Regions from separate parts of the Sus scrofa genome. Here region 1 is linked to region 2. The links are chromatin contacts, called in public HiChIP or PLAC-seq maps. All regions are on one chromosome and are shown on one strand. Each heading gives the region's core, a stretch centred on a gene start, on an enhancer-like site or on the middle of the called end of the contact. The rest is flanking DNA. Distances are from core to core; before and after follow the strand shown. Region 1 has its middle 6.8 kb from the start of BATF. Region 2 overlaps NEK9 (serine/threonine-protein kinase Nek9).

The links. HiChIP or PLAC-seq counts read pairs in DNA pulled down with a chosen protein or histone mark.
Region 1: an H3K27ac HiChIP or PLAC-seq map of alveolar macrophages shows a contact between it and region 2. The contact joins two enhancer-like sites. A contact is called at or near these places in 2 of 5 promoter capture datasets (fetal skeletal muscle and liver) and 1 of 2 datasets of contacts at active chromatin or transcription factors (alveolar macrophages).

The regions. Positions count from the first base shown.
Region 1 is chr7:98,659,781-98,666,972 of Sscrofa11.1, forward strand. No RefSeq gene overlaps it. Among named protein-coding and RNA genes, the nearest start is that of BATF, 6.8 kb to the right of the region's middle. Within about 2 kb of position 4,766, at least 38 of the 83 cell types and tissues checked have an H3K27ac peak or open chromatin away from gene starts, as enhancers often do. A contact at or near this core is called in alveolar macrophages, where this site is marked.
Region 2 is chr7:98,313,682-98,320,407 of Sscrofa11.1, forward strand. It overlaps NEK9 (serine/threonine-protein kinase Nek9), which reads right to left. Exons shown (of 22, transcript XM_003356752.4): 2 at 5,086-5,263; 3 at 2,836-2,891; 4 at 2,203-2,273; 5 at 615-720. Among named protein-coding and RNA genes, the nearest start is that of NEK9, 5.0 kb to the right of the region's middle. Within about 2 kb of position 5,225, at least 16 of the 83 cell types and tissues checked have an H3K27ac peak or open chromatin away from gene starts, as enhancers often do. A contact at or near this core is called in alveolar macrophages, where this site is marked.

The sequences.
Region 1 (7,192 bases), core at 3,516-6,015, 350 kb after region 2:
TATGACATCAAAATCACAAGCAACCCAAGGGGAAAAAAAATTATAACTTGGACTTCATTAAAATTAAAAATTTGTGCTTAAAAGGACCCTATCCAGACACTAAAAGACACTATTTCAACAACAAAAAAGGTAAGTCATCAGTACAGATTCAGCTTTAATTTCAGCAAGAGTATAGCAGTAGTTATAATTAAACTTGGGAGAAGAATTCAATTCATCTTCCTACAGATTTGTGATTAAAACCACTCATTCCAAATTACTCCAAAATATTGTCCCAGCTAACATAAAATGATTATGCCACATTCATCAACCTCCAAAACCTCACTAAAAATCCAGTCTAGAATATAGAACATAAATCAGGCCAAGTCTTATATACTCAAAATTTATATCAGAAAATAGCATAAACTTAAAAAAAAAAGACAACAGAAATATTTGCAATCATATAGCTAATAAAGATCCAGTATCCAGAATATATAAAGAATTCTCACAATTCAACAATTATTTTTAAAATCTATTTTTTAAATAAGTAAAGGATTAGAGGACATTTCTCCAAAGAAGACATGTGTATGGCCAATAAGTACATGAAAAGAAGCTTGACCTCATTAGTCACAGGCAAATGTAAATCAAAACCATATTGAGGAGTTCCCGTCGTGACGCAGTGGTTAACGAATCCGACTAGGAACCATGAGGTTGCGGGTTCCATCCCTGCCCTTGCTCAGTGGGTTGATGATCCAGCGTTGCCGTGAGCTGTGGTGCAGGTTGCAGACGCGGCTCAGATCCCGCGTTGTTGTGGCTCTGGTGTAGGCTGGTGGCTACGGCTCCGATTAGACCCCTAGCCTGGCAATCTCCATATGCCGTAGGAGCAGCCGAAGAAATGGCAAAAAGACAAAAACAAAACCAAACCAAAAAAAACCCATATTGAGACATCACTTCATACCCACTAGAATAAGAGTAATTAAAAAGATGATCAAACAAGTGTCGATGGAGATGCAGAGAAATTGAAAGCTTCATGGGTGGTTGGGTATGTAAAATAGGGCAGCTATTGTGGAAAACAATAGAATAGTCTTTCAAAAGTTAAACAGAAAGTGGCATATGGCTCAACAACCCCACTCCTAGGAATGTGCCCAAGAGAATTGAAAGTATATATCCACACAAATACTTGCATACAGATGTTTGTAGCTGCATTATTTATAGGAGCCAAAATAACCCAAATGGTAATAGACTGATGAATGGACAATGAAGTATTATGGAGCCATAGAAAGGAAAAAAATACTGCTACAGGCTACAACATGAATGAACCTTAAAAACATGCTAAACAAAAGAAGCCAGGCACAAAGGCCACATATTGTAGGACTGTATATGAAATGTCTAGAATAGGCAAACCCACAAAGATAGAAAGTATATTAATGATTGCCAGAAATAGAGGGGAGGAGGGAATTGAGAGTGACTGTTAACAGGTACAGAGTTTCTTTTTAAGACGATGAAAATGTTCTCAAATTAGATAGTCATGATAGTTGTGCAACTCTAGAATACACTAAAAACCACTGAATTGTCCACTTTAAAAGTGCAAACTTCATGGTGTACGAATTATATCTCAATTTTAAAATATGCTAAGAAGTGTGAGTAAATAAGGTATATCCCAGAAATGCAAAGTTGGTGTGACATTCAAAAAAAAAATCAATTAATGTAATTATCCTAAAATGGAATAAATGGGAGAAATCATAGAATTATACCAAAAGATTAGGAGAAGGCACTTGACAAAATTCAACAAACATTCAAGATGAAGGCTCTCAACAGACTAGAAATAGAAGGAATTTCCTCAACCTGAGAAAAGAAAATCTATAAAAAACAAAACCCTGTAGCTTACATTCTACTTAATGATAAAAGACTGAATACTTCTATCTTCAGATTAGAAACAAGGCAGGGATGTCTACTCTCAACGTCTTTATTCAACACTGAACTCTACACAAAGACCTATGCGCTGACGCAAGAAACAAAGGCAAATGGGTTGGAAAGGAAAAAGTAAAACTGTCTTTATTCACAGAAAACATAATCATCTAAGAAGATTCTAAGGACTCTACATAACAGCTACTAGAACTAACAAATGACTATAGCTAGGTTGCAGGTATTCCCATCCAGGTCACTACCCAAGAAAACCGATAGCATACATCTCCCAAAAGGCTTTTACATGCATATGCATAGCCACTTAGCTCATAAGAGTCAAAACACAAAGACCACTCACATATCCAAGTACAGGTGGAAGAGACATCTTTGTTTCGGGGGCCAGTAGCTACAGAAATTTTGGAGCCACAAGAGGGTGGAGAGGAAGACAATGGAACAAAAAGGTAAGTGAGAGTAATCTGGCCTGGAGATGTCCAGCCGAGGAACGAAGAACACGTCTTTGGGAGGTAGAGGCTAGAGTTGCTCAGCGAGAGAGGAGTGAGTGTCACGGATATGGCCATGAGATTTGGGAAGCAGAAACAAAGACCTCAGAAAAGAAAGGATAGCCTGGCACAACAGTCTTGAGGAGGCTGATGTGGGAGAGAAACTGTGTAAAGAGAACTTCAGGAAGTTGGTATGTGATGTGATTCCCTCTTAATGCTTCTTTTGGATGAGACACTGTACTGGAAATAGCCCAGATCTATTTGGGCTCCATAAAATAAATAAAACATAATAGCCTTAGGCACCAAATGCTTACTTGGCACCACTCACTGTGCTAAGAAATTTAAATACATTCAATAGTTATGAGGTGGGTACTTACTTCCCATTACAAAGATGAGGAAACCGGGGCACAGAGTTTTAAGGGCTCTGCCCAAGATCACATGGTTACTACGGGGCAGAGCTAGAACATTTGATTGCATATTCAAACCCAACGCTGAGAAGCTGTTTGCCTTTTCCCACCTTCTTTCCTGACCATAAGGCTCTCTCAGCCGCCTCTCAGGGTTGTGGGGGGCGGGGAAGAGGCAGGGGGGATAAAAAGTGATTTGGTTCAGGCCTCACATTCCCAAAGCCCTCAGATTCCCTCCTTATGTGCAAATGAGGTCATATATTCAGCCAGAAAGACTCAGCCAGGCCGGGAGAAGAGGGGATAAACCCAGCATGGAAGTTACTTCCCACTGCCTGTAAGTATCAGTGCACCAAAAACTCCTAACGGCATAAATCCCATAATTACCCGGTTCTAGTGCAAACACACTGCTTCATCTCTTTGTGGTGCAGTGGGTTAAGGATCCAGCGTTACTGCCGTTGTGGCAAAGGTCGTGGCTCTGGTTTGGTTTCAATCCATGGCCTTGGAATTTCCATATGCTGTGCAGCAAAAAAAAACCAAAATAAACAAACAAAAACAAAACCAAAAAAACCTGCGTGTGTGTATATATGTGTGCATGTGTGTGTGTGTGTGCATGTGTGTGTGTACACCATAATTCTTGTTACCTCATCTTGATATATCTTCATTTTACAATCCAGTTGGCTATTAAACAACGGAGTGGCCCTTCTCTTGACAATGAGAGCTCTTGCTCCCTTCCTGCTGCTCCATGAGGGGCAGGTGAGAAGGATGGATGCTGGAAGCCGCTCGGATGATCACCCCAGGAGCTGCCTTGGCCTGTGGTCAGCATGGCTACACCCACAGGCTAAACCAGGTCCAAAACCTGGGGACTCGGAAGCTACATGGAGCAAACACATCTGTTCAGAGGTTTCCTAAACGTTGACAGGGTTTGTGAGGTCACCAGGTCGAGACTGATGGGGAAACCGTTGCTTTGGGGTGCATGGTGTTCAATCCAGTGGTTTTTACCTGGGGCCATTTTGATGCCCGTCCCCACAGAATGCCTGGCAAGGTCCAGAAACATTTTGTGATTTTTGTAACGGGGGAGATTTACTGGCACCTAGTGGGTAGAGATCAGAGACGTTGCTAAACATCCTACAATGCACAGCATAGCCACCCAATAAAGATTTATCCACCTGAAATATCAAAATACCAAAGTCTGGCTTTAACCCTTTGGGGCCAGCACATTTGCGGCTGCCATTCCCTCCTAAGAAGTTTCCTATCTGGGCTTGAGGCTGGAGAGGGCTGGATGACAGGTCTTGCCAAGGCCCTTGGGGGAATTTCCCTACCGGCCCCTGGCCACCCACTCTGGCCCTTTTGCTGGAGGACTCTGCCCTCAGGTAAATATTTTCCCTACTTGTTTGGGAAACTTTAACAAAAATCCCCTTTAACCATCTCGTAAGCAATTGAAGACTTGCCATTCTGCGCTTTGTGCTTTTACCATCAAAAAAAAAAAAAAAAAAAAAAAATTAAGAAAGCTAGGGGATTTTTATTATTTTTGTTCAAATAACTAAAAAGTTGCAGTCAACCCTTAAGATGTCAAAGCTGGCACCTTCAGCAAAGTGCTCAGATGGAGCTCGGAAAAAAGAGTGGGTTTGGTGTCAAGGCCTGCACGGTCTAGATGGGAGGGGTGAGAAGCCAGGAATTCTGACCTGGGTGGGGCAGCCTGGAAGGGTGGGCAGCAGCTGACGGGAAGGCCTGCCGCCCCCCGCCTCCAGCCACCAGTGAGGGGCCCTTGGGGACCCGGGGGACATTTGCCTGCACACTCAGGAAATTCTTCTTTCCTCTTCCTGGGTTTCGTCTTTACTAACTAGAGAGCCGGCTATCAGGGAATGGGAGGTGAAAAGCTCTGGGAAAGTGAAACTGCGTTTCGGAGGAAAAGACAGAGGCCCGAAAGGCAGCCGCGGCCCCAGGCGCCCGCAGGTGGCACCTGAGAGCCTGTGAAGGGAGGAGGCGAGGGAGCGCTCCCGACCCCTCCTGACCCTTGTGCCCCCGCCCAGCTCCCCGCACCGGGCCCTGGCCGGACCCGCGCTGGCGGACCGGGACCCCGGGGATAGTGCACACAGGTTGGGCACTAGCTCCAAGCGGGTGGGGAAAGTAGATCCGGAGCCGCTTCACCCCAGGGAGTTGAGGCCTCTGTGTCCCAGAGCAGGTGAAAGAGAAAAGAACCGAGGTGGAAACGAGCTGGGCCTGGAAACGACTGAACTCTGAGGCCACGAAGGGCCGCCTCCCGGAGAAAGGTGCTCCATCCCAGGGCTTTTGTGGCTTTGTGTTAAAACTACCCCCTGGGGAGCTTTTAAAGAGTTCTTCTGAGCGCAGACCCATCAAACCAGAATATCCGAGGGCGACCCGAGCAATTGAGTTCCTTTCTTCTTTTTGGCCTTGGGAGATGGTGCACCTCCTTCCAGGGATGGCAGTGTGACTTCCGAAATGACAGTTCTGAAGGAAAAATACCTAGTCCTGTAGTGGGTCCCCCGCCCCCACGCCCCGGGAACACATCACAGACATTCAGGAAGTTTCTGCTTTGAACTGTTCCTCAGTTTCAACCCATTTTCTTAACGATTTGGTCAGAGCTGGAAATGAGCTGATTCAGCAGGGGCTGGAGTGAAGTTTGTATTTCTGATGGCACTGGGGCACAGCCAAGATGTGAAGACACATCTAGGCTGATGTGAAGACAGCAAGTTTGTGGTACTTTTAAAAACACCCTCAGGAGTTCCCGCCGTGGCTCAGCGGTAACGAACGTGACTAGGACGCGGGTTCGATCCCTGGCCTTTCTCAGTGGGCTAAGGATCCGGCGTTGCCGTGAGCTGCGGTGTAGGTCGAAGATGTGGCTCAGATCCTGCGTGTCTGTGGCTGTGGCGTAGGCTGGCGCCGGCGGATACAGCTCCATTCAACCTGTAGCCTGGGAACTTCCATATGCCCCTGGGGTGCGGCCCTAAAAAGAAAAAGGAAAGAAAAAAAAAAAAAAAAAACCACCATCAGATTTTCCATTACCTTAAGAAGCCCATTTGCCTACAATGTATCCTGCTAATTTTAAACAAGGCTGACCCAATAGGCACTTGCATTATGATACTATTTAATTATTTAGGCCCTGCCTGTGGCATGGGGGAGTTCCTGGGGTCAGGGATTGAGCCTGCAGCACAGCAGTGATCCCAAGCCATAGCATGACAACATCAGATCCTAAACCACTGGGCCACCAGAGAACTCCATGATACTAGTTATTTAAACAATAAAATACAGATAGGCAGATATCTACTGCCCTAAATTCTTGGAGCTCCCCCTTCCCGCCACTTTTCTTCTCTCCCCCTTCAGGACCACCCCTTCTCCCACCTCCCACAACCAGCAACTCCCACCTCCCACCTCCCACCTCCAGCCAGGTTATTGGCTTTCAAAGAATTACATTACCATACAGGATGCTTCTTTCTCACATAATTGGTGAAAATGCCTATCAGCTTATCACAGGAAAATTTTTTAAAGTGTCAATGTCTCCAGTACTGTATTATAAATGTGAGTGTAATAGTGTATGCCATAAAAATGTTATGATTCATTCATTCATGTACCATGAAACAATCGTATTGATTACACAAAGCTACCACAGAGCAATCATATTGTTGCTTGTTATCAAAACATGAGTCCTTACACCTGTCAATAAATGTGAATTTCTCTTTCACATTGTCTTTTCACTTTTGATATCTAGTGTTAGTAATACATAGAATACCTACAGTGTTTTATAGCACATAAGACATGGTTGATGTAGGTACTGACAATTCATCTTGTAAACAGTGACACAAACATAACAGTATCGATAAATACAGTACAGTTCTGTAAACATAGTTTATCTTCTGTATGATTTCTTTATAACACATTCTTTCTCCTAGCTTACTTTATTATAAGAATATCTTATATAATACATATCATATACAAAATATGTGTTAATCAACTGTTTATGTTATCAGCAAGGCTTTCAGTCAATAGTAGGTTATTAGTAAGGTTTGGAGGGAGTCGAAAGTTATATGGGATTTTTGACTACATAGGGGTCAGCACCCCTAACTCAAGGGGTCAACTCAAGGGTCAACTCTACTTACCTCTGTGACTGATGGGAGAATTCAGTGAGTCATGTTATGTGCCTGGCACATAGTGACACACGGCAAGGGTGTTGAGTATAGTTGTACAAACTCCTCACTGTTCAAGAGCCCCAATCTTGGACGTCAAATAGGGGCTTACCAGACTCTGCCTTTTGGCCTGGGATTGCCTACCAAGAGATGGCACTGTTTTCTAATTTGTACCAGGGCCGTGCATGAGCCAACAACTGTCCTGATAACGTGTGCGTTGTCAGTGTAAGGGATTTAAATGTCTAGCAAATGCTACCTTAGCATG
Region 2 (6,726 bases), core at 3,975-6,474:
TCCGATTCGACCCCTAGCCTGGGAACCTCCATATGCCGCGGGAGCGGCCCAAGAAATAGCAAAAAGACAAAAAAAAAAAAAAAAAAGATCCGTTTGTGTCTACTCTTTACCAAAGGTCTTTCATAGGATCAGGTGAGAAGGGAGCCCTGTGGTTCAGACTGCATGTGATATTAAAGAGCAAACTGTTCCCTGGGCATCAGCCTTTATTTGTAATACAGGACTTCTGAACTAGAGAAATTCAAAGGAAACACAACAGAGAAGTCCAACATCCTAAGCTTGAACATTAAATAAGAGATAAAGTGAAATCTACTAAAGATCCTAGGCTAGAAAAAAAGATGAAGCATTTTACTGCTTTCAGAAAAGTCTTTAGTCAGTGCTGGAAAGGGCAATGATGTCAGAACTGTTACATGGACAATGACTAAAAAAAAAAAAAATTAGGGATGTAAATGCCTGTTAGTGAGTCTTGGAAAAAGACTCCTGAAGACCTGCTTTGTAAGTATGGGGAACTTGTAAGAATACTGAGAAAAGTATGCAAGATTTAAGGGGTAAATTTATATCTCATGGGGCAGGAAAGGAAAAGAAAAAAAATTAAGTCAAGAGCAACACATACTTACCGTCTCAGCCATAGAATACTCAGAATTAAGTTTCTTTGCTAAGCCATAATCCCCAAGTTTTATCAGGTTTGCTTTGGTCAGAAAAATATTTAATGTCTTTATATCTCTGAAAAAAAAAAAGATTCTATATATCAAACCCATATACTCACCCTTTCTGCCTAAGATTAGTACAAAATAAAAAAGAATGTTATCACTGCTCACACTGTTATGGGATCCCAAAGAATGGTATCACTTTCTCACATACTTTAATACTGAAAAGGGGACTTGGGGGAGTGAGGGCACAGAATTAAATCCAACCTCCAGGGCTGCATAGAACAGGCATGTCCCCCAAACCAATGAAGGCAATAGGAAAAGTTGAGAGGGTCAGATAAAAAAACAAAAACAATGCCCTAGGTAATCATAACTCCTATAAGGTACACTGTCTGTACAATTACCACTTATGCCTTGAATTAAGTGATATCAGGGCATTTGACCACTTAGTTGTTGTCAAAGGTTGAAATCTGTTAAGGCAAGAGAAGACTGCACATCCCAACAGCAAAATGATCAGGCTATGTAGATCACCTTAATAAAATCACTGGCTATTTTTCTAAAGATGAACTGACCGTAAGTAACACAAACTGTGCCTGGTTTACACTCTGACTTCCTTTACTGAAAGATGTGAAAAAACTAGAACAATGTTCTTTGTTAATTTCTGAAAAGAAAATAACAATATACAACTGTAGCCACTCAATATCTATCAAGAAATGTATGTTAACCAAATGGACAAACCAACAACAAAAAAAGAAATACTAATGTATTAACAATTATTTCTAGCAATGGTCCATGACTCACTTAAGGATATAACAATATGGAAATGTTCTTATAAGGGTTCTCTCCTATAGCTAGAAATGCATAGAAAGCTGTCCCCTCAGCCTCCTTCCAAAGATGTGGGAAAACTGCATAATTAATTGTACAAAATGAATAAGTTTTTACTTACATTAAAAGACTTAATTATAAAAGTAAAAACAATTGCCAATTATTGCTCAGAGAAAACATTTACTGTGAATTCCAACTAATCTAATACCACTTTTACAGTGGCTTCCAAGCTTAACTGATGAATTAATGAACTCATCTCTAAAATATTTCTTTAAGACGGGAGTTCCTGTCGTGGCTCAGTGGTAACAAAACCAACTAGTATCCATGAGGACCTGGGTTTGATCCCTGGCCTTGCTCAGAGGGTTAAGGATCCAGCATTGCTGTGAGCTGTGGTGTAGGCTGGCAGCTGCAGCTCTGATTCAACCCCTAGCCAGGGAACTTCCATATGCCTTGGGTGCGGCCCTAAAAAAAGCAACCCCCCCAAAAAAAATTTTTCTTTAGGAGATGACTGAGCAGTACCTAGCTATTGAGGAGATTCTTCCTAGATCACAAACACAGTTTAACTTCAGGAAGTGAAGATAATGCCCTTCATTACTCACTCTTTCCTTCCTAAATTATATCAACGGAAGAGCCTTGACTGCTTAATCAAGAAAATAATAGTGCTGACAGGAGGTGCCCAAGGTGGGGGTTGGATGGGTGAAATGGAATCCATCCCATATTATTTCACTCTTACCTATGAAGGATTCCAGCTTTATGGATACAGCTCACTGCTGAAACAATCTGAAATAGGTACCACACTACCATCTGCGGAGAAAAAATAAATTATATTTGGACTGGAAACAAACAAACTTCCATTTAAATACATACACATACATACACACTTGAACACACAAAACAAAGGAAACTGCAATCAGAGGTTATGATTCAACATGACTTGACATTTCTTGCTTGTAGGTTGAGTAGGCAAAGAAAAGAGATAGGGGTAAAAAAAAAAAGAAAGAAAGCAGATCATCATAAAATAGTTCCAATGTTGTTATAAAATATAGTATGGTGAAGCAGACTTGTGGAAAGAAACCCAGGAAGAATGCAAAGGTATAGAAAACTGGGCATACCAGTATGCAGTAATAGAACCGGGAAAGAAAGCCCATAGAGAATCATGATGTTGAGGTAAACCGTTTAGGAAGCAGCTAAAGACAGCTTCCTTGTTAGAGGTTTCCTTTCTCATGAATATCAACCAGGGCCTGGAAGGAGTCTGAACAAAAGGAAAAAAAACACTCTTCATTGTTGGAAGAGTATAAATACAGAACTAGAATGCAAGAATCACAATACTACAATTCTAGCTTCCTTCCACAGAAATGTGAGTTACCTCTTCCTCAAACAACTTGTCCTTTTGACGAAGGATTTTGTCATAAAGGTTACCTCCTGCAATTAAACAAGAAACAGGTTTGAATTAATTAATAGAGATCAAAGGTACTATGGTTTTAACAGGTGACACAGGAAGCGAAGGATTTTGCTTCTGCTCCAAAGGAAATCCATTCTTCCCTCTTGCCTCTTTACATGGATACAAAACTCTTCCCATCTGTCAAAGCCTATATCTGAAATATTCTTCAAAAATTCCCCTCCCTGGAGTTCCTGTCGTGGCTCAGCGGAAACAAATCTGACTAGCATCCATGACGAGGCAGGTTCGATCCCTGGCCTCACTCAGTGGGTTAAGGATCCAGCATTGCTGTGGGCTGTGGTGTTGGCCAGCAGGTACAGCTCCAATTTGACCCCTAGCCTAGGAACCTCTATATGCCACGGGTGCAGCCCTAAAAAGCCAAAAAGCCAAAAAGCAAAAAAAAAAAAAAAAAAAGTAGATTAGAGCTATATTTAAGTTATATGGGAAACAAATATTAAAATGATTAAAAAAAAAAAAAAAGGATTCCCCTCCCTAACAGAAGAGACTCAAAAAAACAAAAACTGAAAAACAGGAAGTATGGCATTTTTAGAAAAGATGAGAGTAAAGACCATTTCTATAGTACCCTAATTAGCGAAATTACTTTGAAAGTCTTCAAAATCAGATGATTTTCTTTTTTCAGAACTCCCTTTAAAGGAATCTGCAATGTTTTGGTCACATCTCTCTCATTTGACTATTAGAACCTGCCAGGTACTCCTGTGATGGGATGTTTTGTATATACAGGTGTATATATCACCTTCTTTTTCTTTCCATTTCATATTGAAAAGGTTTCCCAAAATTTAGGGTAGACTCTAGATTGTTTCCAGTCTTGACCCCCTTTACTAACTCCTTGCTGCAGAGTAAGTCTGATTTTGCTTCTCCTCTCATTATAAAGTAATACAGACCGCAAATGATGATGACTCACTGTATTTCCTACCTGCAACTATAACTTACACTGTAGTCCTGGCTAAGTTTCACAACTTCTTTGCTTCTGCAATTTAGTAACTCTGTGTTTCAATAAATGTACTATTTGTTCTAGTTCCTCCTAACCACAAAGGAAGTTAACTACTAGAGGCTTTTGCTACTTCAAAAATCGCTAATATAATCTCACATATTTAGGGTTGATCAGAACAAGGAACAATCATGATATCCAAGAAGCTAGTAAGAAAGTTAGAAATCTAGGAGCTTTCTCTTAGAGATTTTTTTTTTTGGCCACACCTGTCACAGGTGGAAGTTCCTGGGTCAGGGATTGAACCTGTACCACAGCAGGGACCTAATTTGCTGTAGTGACAAGGGTGGATCCTTAACCCACTGTGTCACAAGGGAACTCCTCTCTTAGAGATTTAAGTGAAGAATATGCTGGAACCTCTCTAACATGCAGCTCAAGAAAGGGCTTTCAGGGTTCTCTGTGTAGTAAGAAGGATAAGAGCTAGCACAGTAATTACTAAAAATTTGCTACATATCAAGCACTATGCTAGGGGCTTTACACATTCATTTAATACAACCCTATGAGCTTAACTACTGCTTATCTGCAATCTCACTTAAGATAAGAAAACTGAGGCACAGAGAAGTTAGGCTGCTTGTGCAAGATTATAGAGCTAAAAAGTAGTGGAGCTTGGGATATGGGTTCAGGGTCTATTTTTTTTTAACAACTAGGCTAGACTGCTCTTTTACAAGCAAAAGGGCTCAAAGAAATCAGAGACCAGATAAGGCCATGCTTTGCTATATATCATTTTCAGTCAGCTATGATCTTTGGACCACTTTTCAATACGACAGCTTTAGCTGAAGCCAAGATAAATAAATATCAGCTATAAGATTTCATTAAATATTACATCACTCAGTGCCAAACCATGCTATGTCTCTAACGCCTGACTAATGTCATTTCGTGAAAAAAACCTTGGAAAATGAATGTAAAATTTAACTGATCAAATAATATGACGATGGAATTATAATCACAAAGGAGAATTTAGGTATTCAGGGGAAAATCCCTCCCTTCATTTTGTAGATCACTTCAAAACACTGCAGGGCCTGAACTAGTTCTCTTAAACTCTAGAAATCCATCTAGTTTTTTTTTTTTTTTTTTTAATCACTGTATATGCACCTTCTTTTTCTTTCCCCCTCAAGGTAAGTATAAGCACAAGAATGTCTAGCTGGAAGAAGTCCCACTGAGTTCTACCTTACCATTACAATACTCCAGCTCAATCAGCAGGGTGGTATTGTCCAGGAAGTGATTGTAGTAGGCAATAATATTGTCATGCTGCAGCAACGCCAGAATAACGATCTCATTCAAGGCATCACGACGTTCCTTCTCAGACAGTCGGGTCAAATCAACTTCCTTCCACACGACCAATGAGTCATCCTACAACACAGTAATAGAGGTATCGTGCTTTCCTCTTGCCTGGCAGAGAATGACTCCATACCCGGATCTGTAAGCCTAGAAAGAGAACTTCCTAGATGGGCAGAGACTGACTCCTTTTCTGCCTTTAAACAAAACATGAACAGACTTGAAAGGTTCTGCATAAAATTAAGTATCATAACACTGCAGGACTGGGAAAAGCATTATGATGCTGTTACAGGTTTTTACACCTAATTTACATGATGTCAATTTCAGGTAAAAACATGGGTTGGAGGCAGATCTCAAAGATTCTATTGAGGGACATTAAGACAGACTGCTAGTCATGATTAGGACAGTAATATGGCTAGAGTATTGGGGGAACAGAGAACTGGAGAGTGGTTATCCATAGCTGACCACTGTTTCTTGTAAAATGGAAATATTAAAGTTGCCTCTAATTTTATAAATTTAGATTTCTCTAGTGATTTTCATTTATCCTTTCTGGATTAAGAACAGTCACGTCTGGGAGTTCCCATCATGGCGCAGTGGAAACGAATCCGACTAGGAACCATGAGGTGGCAGGTTCCATCCCTGACCTTGCTCAGTGGATTAAGGATCCGGTGTTGCCGTGAGCTGTGCTGCAGATCGCAGTCTCAGCTAAGATCTGGTGTCGCTGTGGCTGTGGTGTAGGCCAGTGGCTACAGCTCTGATTAGACCTCTAGCCTGGGAACCTCCATATGCCACAGGTTCAGCCCTAAAAAGACAAAAAAAAAAAAAAAAAGAAAGAAAGAAAAGAAAAAAAAGAATAAATCATGTTTAAGGATTTTTAGTGCACTTCCCTCACTCTGATTTTGCAACTGTTTCTCTGTCACTTTTCTCATTCTATGTCTTCCTCTACTCAGGAAAACTTACCTGCAGCTGCTAATGTCTGCTCTCTTTCATACTGTCTTTTACTGATACTGCTCCCCAGCCCAGGAGCATCCTACCTAAATAACCATGCATATCCTTTAGACTGGCTCTACTGGGCCTTTAGAACTTCTGAGGAGGGAGTTCCCATCATGGCAGAAACGAACCCGACTCGTACCAATGAAGATGTGGGTTTGATCGCTGGCCTTACTCAGTGGGTTTGGGACATGGAACTGCCATGAGCTGCGAGGTAGGTCACAGATGCAGCTCAGATCCTGAGTTGCTGTGGCTGTGGTGTACGCCTGCAGCTGTAGCTCTGATTTGACCCCTAGCCTTGGAACTTCCATATGCGGCTAGTGCAGCCCTTAAAAAGAAAAATAACAACAACAACAAACCAAAAAAACCTTTTGAGGAAGATGGATAAACCTTCTACTGTGCATTTATTCAATGCAACCATTCCCTTAATTTTTAGTGCTCATACACTGAAATATTTGTCCATTCTTTTTTATTTATGTACATGTATAACTTATATGTTATTTGCTAAAGAACAAATCTAACTGGTCTTCCCACTGAAATATAAGCTT